2 separate regions of the Gossypium hirsutum genome follow, and region 1 is linked to region 2. The links are chromatin contacts, called in public Hi-C maps. All regions are on one chromosome and are shown on one strand. The core of a region is the stretch at or near the end of the contact, and the rest is flanking DNA. Distances in the headings are between cores, read along the strand shown. Region 1 holds the start of LOC107896301 (potassium transporter 4). Region 2 holds the start of LOC107896303.

Evidence for each region. Hi-C and Micro-C count contacts between places; a contact is called where the count stands out from the background.
Region 1: a contact with region 2 is called in a Hi-C map of leaf, with 4 times the contacts expected there. The contact joins the promoter of LOC107896301 here to the promoter of LOC107896303 in region 2. A contact is called at or near these places in 24 of 34 Hi-C or Micro-C datasets (anther, callus, fibers and 5 more).

What each region holds. Positions count from the first base shown.
Region 1 is chrA05:81,709,829-81,715,948 of Gossypium_hirsutum_v2.1, reverse strand. It overlaps LOC107896301 (potassium transporter 4), which reads right to left and starts at 2,811. Exons shown (of 10, transcript XM_016821448.2): 1 at 2,585-2,811; 2 at 1,528-1,768; 3 at 1,189-1,434; 4 at 372-422; 5 at 1-245. The coding sequence starts at 2,638.
Region 2 is chrA05:81,516,355-81,521,832 of Gossypium_hirsutum_v2.1, reverse strand. LOC107896303 reads left to right here and starts at 3,786. Exons shown (of 1, transcript XM_041112513.1): 1 at 3,786-5,478. The coding sequence starts at 4,139.

The sequences.
Region 1 (6,120 bases), core at 1,562-4,061, 200 kb before region 2:
GATCCCTCCTAGCGAAAACCAGCCATCTTTACCGGTCTCTCTAAAGAACTTGATAATATAATATGGGGAAATAGCGCGAACAATCTTTGGGTTCCAAAATATTATGTTGTACAAGCCAATGGAAAAAATTGATACCAGCCAGATGATCACAATTGGTGCAAACATAAAAGCTACCCTGCGTGTTCCAAAATGCTGCAGGGCAAATAGGCCCACCAATATGACACAAGCAAGCACGACAATTTCACCTAGGTTAAAAATAAAGCCAATTTATTAAGCACTACAGGAAAAACGAAACATCAAGAGAACTTGTGAACCCAAAACTTAGTAGAATTAATAAAGGAAAAGAAAACCAAAATTGAGAACTGAATTACCACTAGCTAATTTCTTTTCAGTAACTTGAAGTCCAGAAACGGATGACAGAACTGCAAACATAGAAACAGTTAACCCCTTAACCATTGGAAGAAAGAAATCAATTAACACAGCCAGTTGAAGACAAAAGGGCACAAGTACAGCAACAAAACAGAGGGAAATTTTAGTTAGATGATGAAATATCAAAATTCAAACAGGATCCACCACGAACATATACTAGAGGCAGGAGGATTCGTGCAAACACTTGACAAAAGAGCAAACATGGAAGTCCAGGATTGCACTGCTATGCTCATGAAAGTATTTGTGATGATCGGTCCCCATAATTAGATCATTGGAGATCAACTATGTCCCATTGAGAAAGAGGCACATTGAATGAATCAACATAGTTGTGAAAATCCCAACACGACATGCAAAGTTGCCACACTGATTGCATGGTCGGGCAAATGGTTCAAACAAGAAAATTGAGGAAAAGCATTGGCTTCGCCATCTCCTCTAGTTTGGGATCATATAGTTGTTGGATTTTGTCTATAAAAGGTAAAGTCCCAGCAAAAAAGTATCTTGTTTTGTTCATATGCAAAATCCAGCAGAGCTCTTCATCAAAGTTTCTTCTCAAGCTCAGAACCTTAATCCACAATCATTTACTAAAGTAATGTAATAAAAGTTAGCATCAATAGCTTTGCTTATTGTCCCACGTGCCACATATGATAAAGAGGAAATTCCAAGAAAGAAAAAGTATTGAAACTTTATAATCCACAGCCACAAAGATGATAACCTAAGAATTTGCAATATTAAAATTTAGTTAGCCATATAAATATCTACCTGATATTGCCGGAGTGAGCACACCATCACCTATGACCATAGAAGCACCAAAGAGTACCACAACAAGAAGGGCTGTCCTTAACGCTTTATGCTTCTCCAAAAATCGCTTCAATGGAGAACCAGTGGCCACCTGCATCGAGGGCCCATATTTGTAGGCGGAGAGTTCTTCATCAGCTGCTTGCTGATTGGGAAGCAAGCTAAATTTTGCATGCCTACAAAGCAGCGAGTAAAGAGCAAAAGTGCCACCTGATAAGAAATCATGTAAACATGATGTTAAATGGTTAGCCAAAGTTTTATAGGAGAGTAATATCCATTATGAAATTTAATGATTCACCACACCTTCACCGCTATCATCTGCACCCAGCATGATAAACACATATTTAAGAAGGGGTATCAATGTAAGGGTCCAAAAAATCAAGGAAAATGCTCCAAATATTGCATCTTCATTCTGATGATCCTGCAAGTTCCCTATGAACGTGCTTGAGTAAACATAAAGAGGTGAAGTGCTCAGGTCTCCATACACCACCCCGAGGCTCTGGTATGCTAATATTAGGTTCCTGGAGAGATTGACCCATGAAAGCTGCAAAAGTGATTCAGGTACTTAAAACAATTTTGAGTTTCAAATAAAAACAAATGATAATGCCACGATTAATGCCGGAACACACCTAGACCCAAAACTCCAGCAAAAGCAGTGGTCAATATAGAAAAATATTGAGTAGAAAAGGAAATATCCTTTCTTTTTTTAATATATTAAAAGAAAAAAAATAAAGAATTAAAGAAATTCAGGCCAACATTTGATTTTACTAGGAATTAACACCAAAGTGATCATATGCATGTCATATTGGTTTTCAAGATGCGTTTTTTGATAACAGTGGCCATTAGATCAATGATTTTGCTCCAGTGATTTACATGTATAAGACACATTGATTGAACTGGAATTCAGAAATTGGTTTACTACGTATAAGCACAACATTCTAGCAAAAAAAAAGTGACCTTTATTCAACCTTCCTATAATCGGGGTGCGGATCCATGAGGAGGATAAAAAATATTTGAAATTTATGTTATAACTATATTATATCAGAAGAAAAGGTTGAAAGAAAGAAAGAAAGAAAAAAGATGACATGGACAGTAAAGTAAGCCGAAAAAAAGGCAGAGGTTAGGTTAGTAAAAAACTAAAAGCCTAAAAGAGTGACGAAGCTACTAGAGCAGCTTAATTGAATTTGAAAGTAGAGCTGTGACTGAGAGAAAGAGATAAGTAAAAAACAAGGGAGATGCCATCAAGATTGTAAAGCATCGGAAACCGAAGAGATCGCAGATAAGAAATGAAATCAAAATTGAAAACCAAATACACAAGAACAAGATTCAAAAATCTTAAAATAAATAAATGAACACTAACCGAGGAAGGATTTCGCGGAGGAGAAGGAATCGAAACTCCTGATTCCGGCCCCATTGAAAGCAGACTCAGAGAGTGTGTGTGTGTGTGCGTGTTCTTTCAATTCTGCGGCTCCCTAATCCTAATCCGAATCTCACCTCCCTCTATTGTTAATTTCATCTTACATTTCCATCTCCATTTTTATTCCATCTTATCTAATGAGCGTCCCCTCCAAATAAATCTAAAACTGCTTATGGTTCATTTATATGGTCTTTATATGTTATGATAATGACTTGTCTCATTCAATGACTCCAGTCCAGTAGTCGTTGGTTTGGTTGGATGGACTTGTACTCTTTTCCTTCTTAATTTTCTTTTTCTTTATATCTAATGAAAATCTAGTAAATAAAAAATATCACATTCGAAAGATACCTACTCAATGCTCAAACAAAAAAAAGATACCTACTCCTTCATTAATACTGCTTTTACTTTTTTTTTTTACTTATTTTTAAAAATAAATTATATTTACCCTACTGCTTTTTAAATAAAATTTAAAAATAAATTAATATTCTTTTTTATTTTGTATTTATGCATGTGCCTCTTTATTTTTATATGAATGAAAAAAATTATATAAAATATATTTATTAAAAATTTACTTAGAAAATAAATAAAAAGAGATTGTTAAATTCATGGTGTCTTACCCTTATATTTAAATCTTATTGTATGTTAGATTTTATCTTTTTTTAAAAAAAAACTTTTAAAAGATAAAAAAACCACTTTTATAATGATATAAATTTATGAAAATAATAATTTTTTTGTTATTTTAAACTAAATTAATGTTGATTAACTCATAACACCAACTCAATTAAAATTTTAAATAATAATATATATTCATTTCTCTATAAAATTATAAGTACTCAATTTCGAATCTCACCAAATGCAATTGTTATGTGTGAGTTTTTGATATCATCATGTATAGTTATCATAATTGAGCAGGCCCAGGCTTAAGGGTTGTTTCAGAGTGAAACCGCCTGGCTCAGGGTTGGAAGGGGTTCAAAAAAAAATTTAACTTTTAATGTGAGAAAAAAATTAGACTAAAATAAATTAATTAAATGTCTACGACTTTCAGTTTTTGACCTTAAATGCTTATCTCCTAAGGTACTAATTTTTTTTTAACTTTTATTATATTACATTTTATAATTTTTTTTAAAAAAGGTTCAATTTATTGTTTCGTCTAGAGTCTAAAAATATCGAGAATCAGCCTATAAGTAAGATTAAACCCATAGATAAATTTTATCCGAATTATTCTAACTCTTTATTTTATGTTTTATATTGATTTAATATACTTATATTTATAGTTATATTATTCTTGTAACAGTAATATAATTATAGTTGTAAAATCGAAATTAAAAAAAAGAGAGGCTTAACTAGAGTACAAGACTACATATTCAAGTAAGTTATTGACCATAAAATTGCACTGATCGACTCTTCGAGGACCGAAAGCGTACACCACGGCCTTGGTATGTGGCCCTCATCCTAAACCAAAAAGCAACTTGACTTTGTACTTGTAGTACGAATAAATAAATAATGGTTAATTATTAAAACTCCTCCAATTCTTATTCAAATGTTAAAATATTCTTATTAAATATTAAAGTAATAATATTTTATCAATTTAATCCTTTTATTGATCTAATCATTAGTTTAGATATTAAACACATGTATAAATCTAGCATGAAACATATTTAAAACATATGAATTTATTACATGAATAATTTAGACATGATAAGTTAAAAAAAAAAAGAAATACCTAATGATACTAGTCATTAGTTTAACATTATATCCAAACTATTAATAAAGAAGGTATACAAATATTTACAATTTAATCTATGTGTTTTAAATATGCTCGATTTTATATTTGCGTAAGTTGAAATGTAAGGTGAAGGAAGAATGTGACTGATACAATACAATATATTGAGGAGTGAAGTGGAATATTTTAAAATATAGAGGCTAATTTTAAATAAGGCAATAAATGAATATATTCCCACGGTTTGGACGCGGGACATGAGAAAGTGAATGGATGGAGACGATTTTTCAGACATGAACAGGCAGGGCCCAGGAGAGGTATTATTATTCATTAGCATTTTAAAATTTTAATATATGTTACTATATCCGAAACTAAAATTACGTATGAGCATGAGGCAAGAAGGCAGGCTTATGTAATCTCAATGTATAAGTAAAATCAATTGACTTGGATTTATTAATATAAGGACATAGTCATGCACGCCAATGGGGGTGAGGATGAAATACTAGGTATGATTCCATTTTTTTATTTTTTAAATCAAACAATGGAAGAGCTAAACTCAAGTTAATAGAAGATTTGTGGTAAAAAATTCAAATATGGTAGTAGTCTGAAGTTGATAAAGCCTTATCTGGTATTGTTTCTCAATTGTGTTGTAAAAATTCATAATTATATAAATATTCTTTTTTTAATATGTAACTATGTGTTTTGTTTATTATATATTTTGTAGAATTTTTTATTTTTTACATAATTATAATTTTAAAAAATATTTTTATAATTTGAAAAAATAAACAATGAATTTTCAGAATTTTTTAATATTTTAATATTTTTTTTAGAATTATTGTTAAAAATGCTGTAAAAGTATCAAATTGAATGTTTTAGTTATAGTTCATCGATCAAATTAGATATTAACCCTTGAATCAATGTGCCACTTGTAATGACCATTAACAAACGAGTGACCAAAATAATATAATCGATATTTTTAGTGACCAAAATGTATCTTTTCATAGTTCAATGACAAAAAAGTTGCCAAATTTAGTGACTATTTTTATAGTTTGCCCTTTTTATAATAGAAAAAAGAGTAGGTTTGATGCGATAAAAGTACCAGGAAAGCCCCTGTACTTAGGGGCGGATTGCATTTTGGCTCTTCTATTTAAAAAAAAAAGTGCAAATTAGCCTCTCCATTAAATGTTTCTATTAAATAATGCCGAGAAACATGCTGAATTTTTTTTATGGGTAAACTATAAAAATAGTTACTGACTATGCCTTTCGTTCTATTTTGGTCACCCAACTATTAATTTTTTCGATTTAGTTACTAAACTTTTTGAAATTAAATATTTTAGTCATTCTAAGCTAACGTGAGCTTTTTTTTATTGATCTAGTAACAAAAAAGTAGCCCTCTAATGTTTATATATTTTATCAATTTGATCCTAAATATAAAAAATTTAACAAATTTAGCCCTCAAAATTTACAAAATTTTTTATTTTAGTTCTAATTCTAAAAAAAATGGCTCTCAACTTTTATAAAATATGTCAATTTAGTCCTAACTCTAAAAAATATTTTAAAAAATTAATTTTTAGCCCTTTATAACCCATTGGCTAACCTATATGGAATATTAAAATAAAAAAAAAGTATCATTTTTCAAGTCACTTGCAAAAAGAATTTTACTATAATTTACGCTTCATACTAGACCAAACCAATTGATTTGGAACCTATCTAAAATAATTGGTTGCATTACTAACCAAAAAGATAATGTTTTTAATGC
Region 2 (5,478 bases), core at 2,537-5,036:
ACTTTCCTGTCATTTCAATATTATTATAAACAAATTTTAAATACATAATCATCAAATATTCAATTTCATCACTTAACATCTCCATATGATTCATGAATTTCAATATTATCTCACCATAACTTATAAATTAATATTAAAAGAGCTTTCATAACCATACCCTGACAATTATTACAAATGTCACTTAACATTAGTATCAAAGCATTCAACAGAATAATTCATGTACCACAATAGTTTCAAGCCAAAAATTCTTACTTATATAAATATATACTTAAATGACACCTTCCAAAAAGGCTTAACCAACTCCATCAACCATAGTTTCTCAATATAACCAACAACATTTATAAACAAGAATTTCATTGTAACATTTATCATTTGGTAACACCATAAATATGCAATAGAATTTAGCAAGTAATTAAGTTATAGATCAATTAGCACATAGCCCGATGAACTATAGTAACTTGACTCAGATATTCAAGTAACTACACCACACTAAAGGCATCATAGATGCGTAACAGAGGCAACAAAGTGCAAAAAGAGGTACAAAATATGCAATCAAAGGCACCAAAGTGCAATCCCATATAAGCGCGCGTACTAACTCTATTGGCATGTCAATCGCATCCTAACCGTTTACTATATTCAACCGGTCATTATCCTTAAACTCATGATATCAATAGATCAATCACTTACAGGCGCTTCTTATTTCCGTACACATTTTATAGATTTGTTACATTCATTTCAATAATTTGCAAATGACAAGAATTACCATCACTAAATATTCATTTTCCATTTGTACTTAATCAAAACATGTAATAATATATATATAACTAATGAAATTTCACATTTATACAATCAACTAGTGGAAAATAATATAATTATAAAGAAAAACACATATACATTTCATTACACTATGAATTTACTTAGATTATGTTTTCGATTGACTCGAACGGACTAATCAACAATTTCCTCTTTTCCCCGATTAATCTCCGTACAATTTAATTATTGATATGCAAGGAAATTTACAAGGCCGAAACTTCAAGGTTCTCCCATGGTGTTTTCTATCTTCAATTTTCGGTGGTGGAAAATATAAGGAAAATGACCATAATGTATATTTTATGTTTTCATTTGTTTTAATTATTTTAAACGTTTAATTTAATAAATAAAAATCTAATAAAATGTGTACTAACTGTCCCACTAACAAAAAAAATGGTCTATTCACTTTTAAATACTTAAACATATCTTAATTATACCCTTAAGTCAATAAAAATCAATAATGATGAAATTTTATATATTTTACAATTCAATCCTTTTTCATAAATTAACTATTTAAACAATAAAATTTTCGAACCGAATCGAACCTTCACTTACCTATACAATGGTTCAATAAGTATTTAATAACAATATTTACTAGCTCGGTTTTCAGAAACGAGGTCCCGATGCCTCATTTTTTTAAATCACTTGACTTTTGGGACAACAACTTATATTAACCATTTATTTCAATTAGCTAAAATTCTTCAAATAAAAATTCAATATAAAATTATATTTTAACCCATATAATTTAAATGCTAATTATTACGGATTTACGCATTGAATTTGTGGTCCCAAAACCTCTGTTTCCGACACCACTGAAAAACGGGTTGCTACACTGTGTTTGTGTCAACGTTATCGCTTGTGCTTCTTTTTTTAATAAATTTTTTGTTCCTTTTATCAGAAATATTTTTTTGCTTTCAAAATATTGTTTTAGTTGAAGAAAATGTTCTAGCTATTGCAAAATATTTTCAGTTGGGGAAAATCCTTTACTATTTTTGAAAACTGGCACTGCTATTTTATCATTTTGTCCCTTCAAAAAATAGTACAAATAGTAGATCATTCTTCTTTTTTATATTTTTTGCTTTGTTTTTCAATTCCTCCTAAGAAGAGCAATGTCATTTGTGTTTCACCTTCTTTTCGGGTATACGAATATTGAAGTACTGTGTTAACCTTGGAATGCGACGTCTACTAAACAATTATACCAATTAAGATAGATCTACTTCTAAAAAGTGGTTCTTTCATGGCACAATGATTATTTTATTTATTTACACTCAGTTTATTTATCCTGTCAGTGCTAATTATTTCGTTTGATAGTAGTATATATCCAACAAAAGTAAAAGTCATATATATGATATCAACTATATAACCCACACATTGCTAAATATTATCTCTTACACTCTAAAACTACTATCGTTATGGACTCTTTGCACCATATATAATACCAACCACCATCTTTATCTACCCTAACAACTTATATAATATAATTGTTATAAATTTCATTATATATTTTCATTTTCATATAAAACTATAAGACAGTTTGGTTACTAGTGCTGCTGAACATAGAATTTGAAAAAAAAAAAAAAAGAGGATAATTTAGCGAACAAGAAAACATGAGAGTTTTTGCAGGAAGTGTTGTTGTTGTTAATGGGGTCAAGTGAAGTCATAATATACTAACTTGGTAGTATTGTATCCATTTATGATGCTCAATCATTATGCAATGCTTGAAGAAGCTGCGCTGACAGATTCAGTCCCATTTTCTGGCCTTAAACCCTGCAAGGGATGTTTGCTCAAAATCTATGCCATTAAATTTTCTTCGGACTGATGCTGCTATTTATTTGTTCTTATGGGGACCAACAAAGAATAATTCTTTCCACATAAAATTAGATTATACCACAATCACGGTTGCCAAAATTTTATGGAATAAAATTATAAAAAAAATGAACAATTAAATATGAGTTTATTAAAATAGTAAAAATTAAATAATAAAACCTATGAATTTAAATATAATTTTTTGATAATTTTACAATTGAATTGAAATCCGATTAATGGTGCTAATTCAATCAAATAAATTACATAATATAGATAAATATAGATATGATTGTTAAATATCTATATTAATATTTAAAATTTTGATTAAATTGGTATGACTCTTAACCGAGGTTAACTCAATTATAAATTTACTAAAAAAAACTTTTTTATTTTTATAAAGAAATAAATATTATTTTGAAGGTAGTTTTATTTTTTATTTTTATGTTTTTATATAAAATTTAAAAAATACATGCACATGATAGACATCAAACTCAATACATTATAAACCTTATCAATTTTATCATTTCAAATAAAATCATATTTATTATTTTATCAATTTTTATAAATTTAGTAAACAATAATTTTCATTAAAAAGAAAAAAAAAGATGATAAATGTGAAAGGGTGAGTGATATTGTATTAAGAAACTTGGAATGGATTTGGCAAATTGAAATAGGCAGGCATGGGCCGTGGGGGGAGGTGGGAATACAAAGGATTATTATGAGACCCTTTTATTTTTATATTTCCTCAAATTTCGAGAGAGGAGCGTCTATGACCGTGAAGTTGAACCAGAGGCTCTTAAGTTGACCCCCCCACAATCACTACCCTTTTTACCCACTATTGCCTTTGTCTTCCCCAAACTCCTTTTTTGCCTGCCTCCCCATCTAAAACCCTAATTGCCTTTATTATTTCAATTTCCTTCTTCTTCTTCTTTTTGGCTTTAGGGTTTTTTTCCCCTTCATTTAATAAATTATTATATTGATTGACGTAACGTTTCCTTGCAACAAATGGATGGTGATTTGGCCTATATATCATGCAGTGGAAACTAACGGCTAAATTACTTTGAACTGAAATCCTATGGTATAAAATATATTTATTTAAATCTGCTAAATGTTTATTTCCAATTCAAATTGCCCTCAATTATGATGTGGAAATTACGTGGCATCTCAATTATGCATCAAGGAAGAACCATCTTAAAACGAATGAATACAAAGGATAATACATATGTTAGTGCAAATCAGCCCCTTACACTTGTTTTCATCGGCCAAATCACAGTTCAATTTAAGCAAAAGGCCGCCCACTGAAAACCAAACCAAATCAAAAAGGAATCTTATATTGTTTGATCGTCTAAAATTTCTTTTCTTTTTTTCCCTTTTGATGTCATTTTTCAACCCCAAGAAAACAAAGCTCAACAAGACTACTTTTCTTCCACAGCTCAACTCTCTAATATCCATCCATGGAAAGCAAAATATAATCCCACCTTAGTTCTGATCTCTTATCCATGCTCTAAGTTTTCCTTCGAGGATGGTTCAAAGAAAGGTGCCCAACAAACTTGGTAATGGAATCCAAGGTGATCTCCTTAAATCAGAAAGGCTGTTGGGAAGCCTCAAACCATCATATTGTCAGCACCAAGCAACTGACTTGAAGAAAAAATTGAAAAAATCAAGGTCAATTAAGCTCTCAGAAGGCAGTCTAAGATCATCATCACCTTTGAGGAAAACCATTGCACAACCTGGAAAACTACCACCTCTCAATGTTCTTCCAGCTGCAACTTCACAAAATAAATCTGTGATCAAAGCTGTCGATGGATCACCAAACTACATGAAGTCTACCAGCAGTTCCAAGGCCAAAAAGGAGAGTTCTCCGGTAAGTTCTCTAGCCGGTTCAGACAGCAAGAATCTAAATAGAAGATGTTCAACCGGTTCTATCAGCTCTGATTCTTGTAATAAGGCTGCTGGTGCTAGAACTCTAACAAGGACATCTAATTTGAAGCTAGTGAGGACTTTGACAAAATCTCCTACTTTCAAGCCGGCTAGAGCTTCCGCCAAAAAATGTTCCAGGGTCGCTCTATGTGCAGATATGAATGTACAGAGGGCTACCTGTTCTTCAACTTTAAAGGATTCAAAGTTTCCCTCATATCTCATGCTGAATCATGGGACTGAGTCTGAGGGAACTTCTATTATCAAGGTCTGCTCATATACTTACTGTTCCCTTAATGGTCATCACCATACTCCTTTGCCTCCATTGAAATGTTTCTTAAAAGCAAGGAGACGTTCTATGAAAACCCAGAGAAGCATGAAGATGGAAGCTTTGAGCCCTCGTAGTGTAAAGCCTTCTGGTGATGGAACGGAGGGGGGTGACGAAGAGCCTGTGGTTTTTGCTGACAGGCCCACCAGCAATGGAGTGGATTTGGATATCTCCCCTTCTCATTTGATGCAAGGGGGAGCCATGGATTTCTTCATTGAAATCTATGCAAAAAACAAAGGAAATAACGCTGAAGCAACCTATGGAAGCACACAAATGAAGGCCAAGGGAAAGGATAATTCTGGATATGACAATGAAACAGGGGTAGAGCTAATTTCAGAGAGTTCATCTGAAGGATCACCAGACTTTGAGGTTGACTTTGATGAAAATATTGAACATTGTGGTGACATTATTTCCAAAATTGATGATATCAGTGAAAAGCTGAAACAAAGAGACGCAGATGAAGAATCTAGAGGAGTTCTGATTAAAGAAGAATCATCACCCTTGAACTTAAAAGGTGATAAGCACGAAAGCGCTTCAAGGGTTGACGTGGACCATGCTATGTTTGAAGTTATTGATTTGGAGTGGGAAAAGTGGCAATTTTCTGCTTCAGAGCCTGA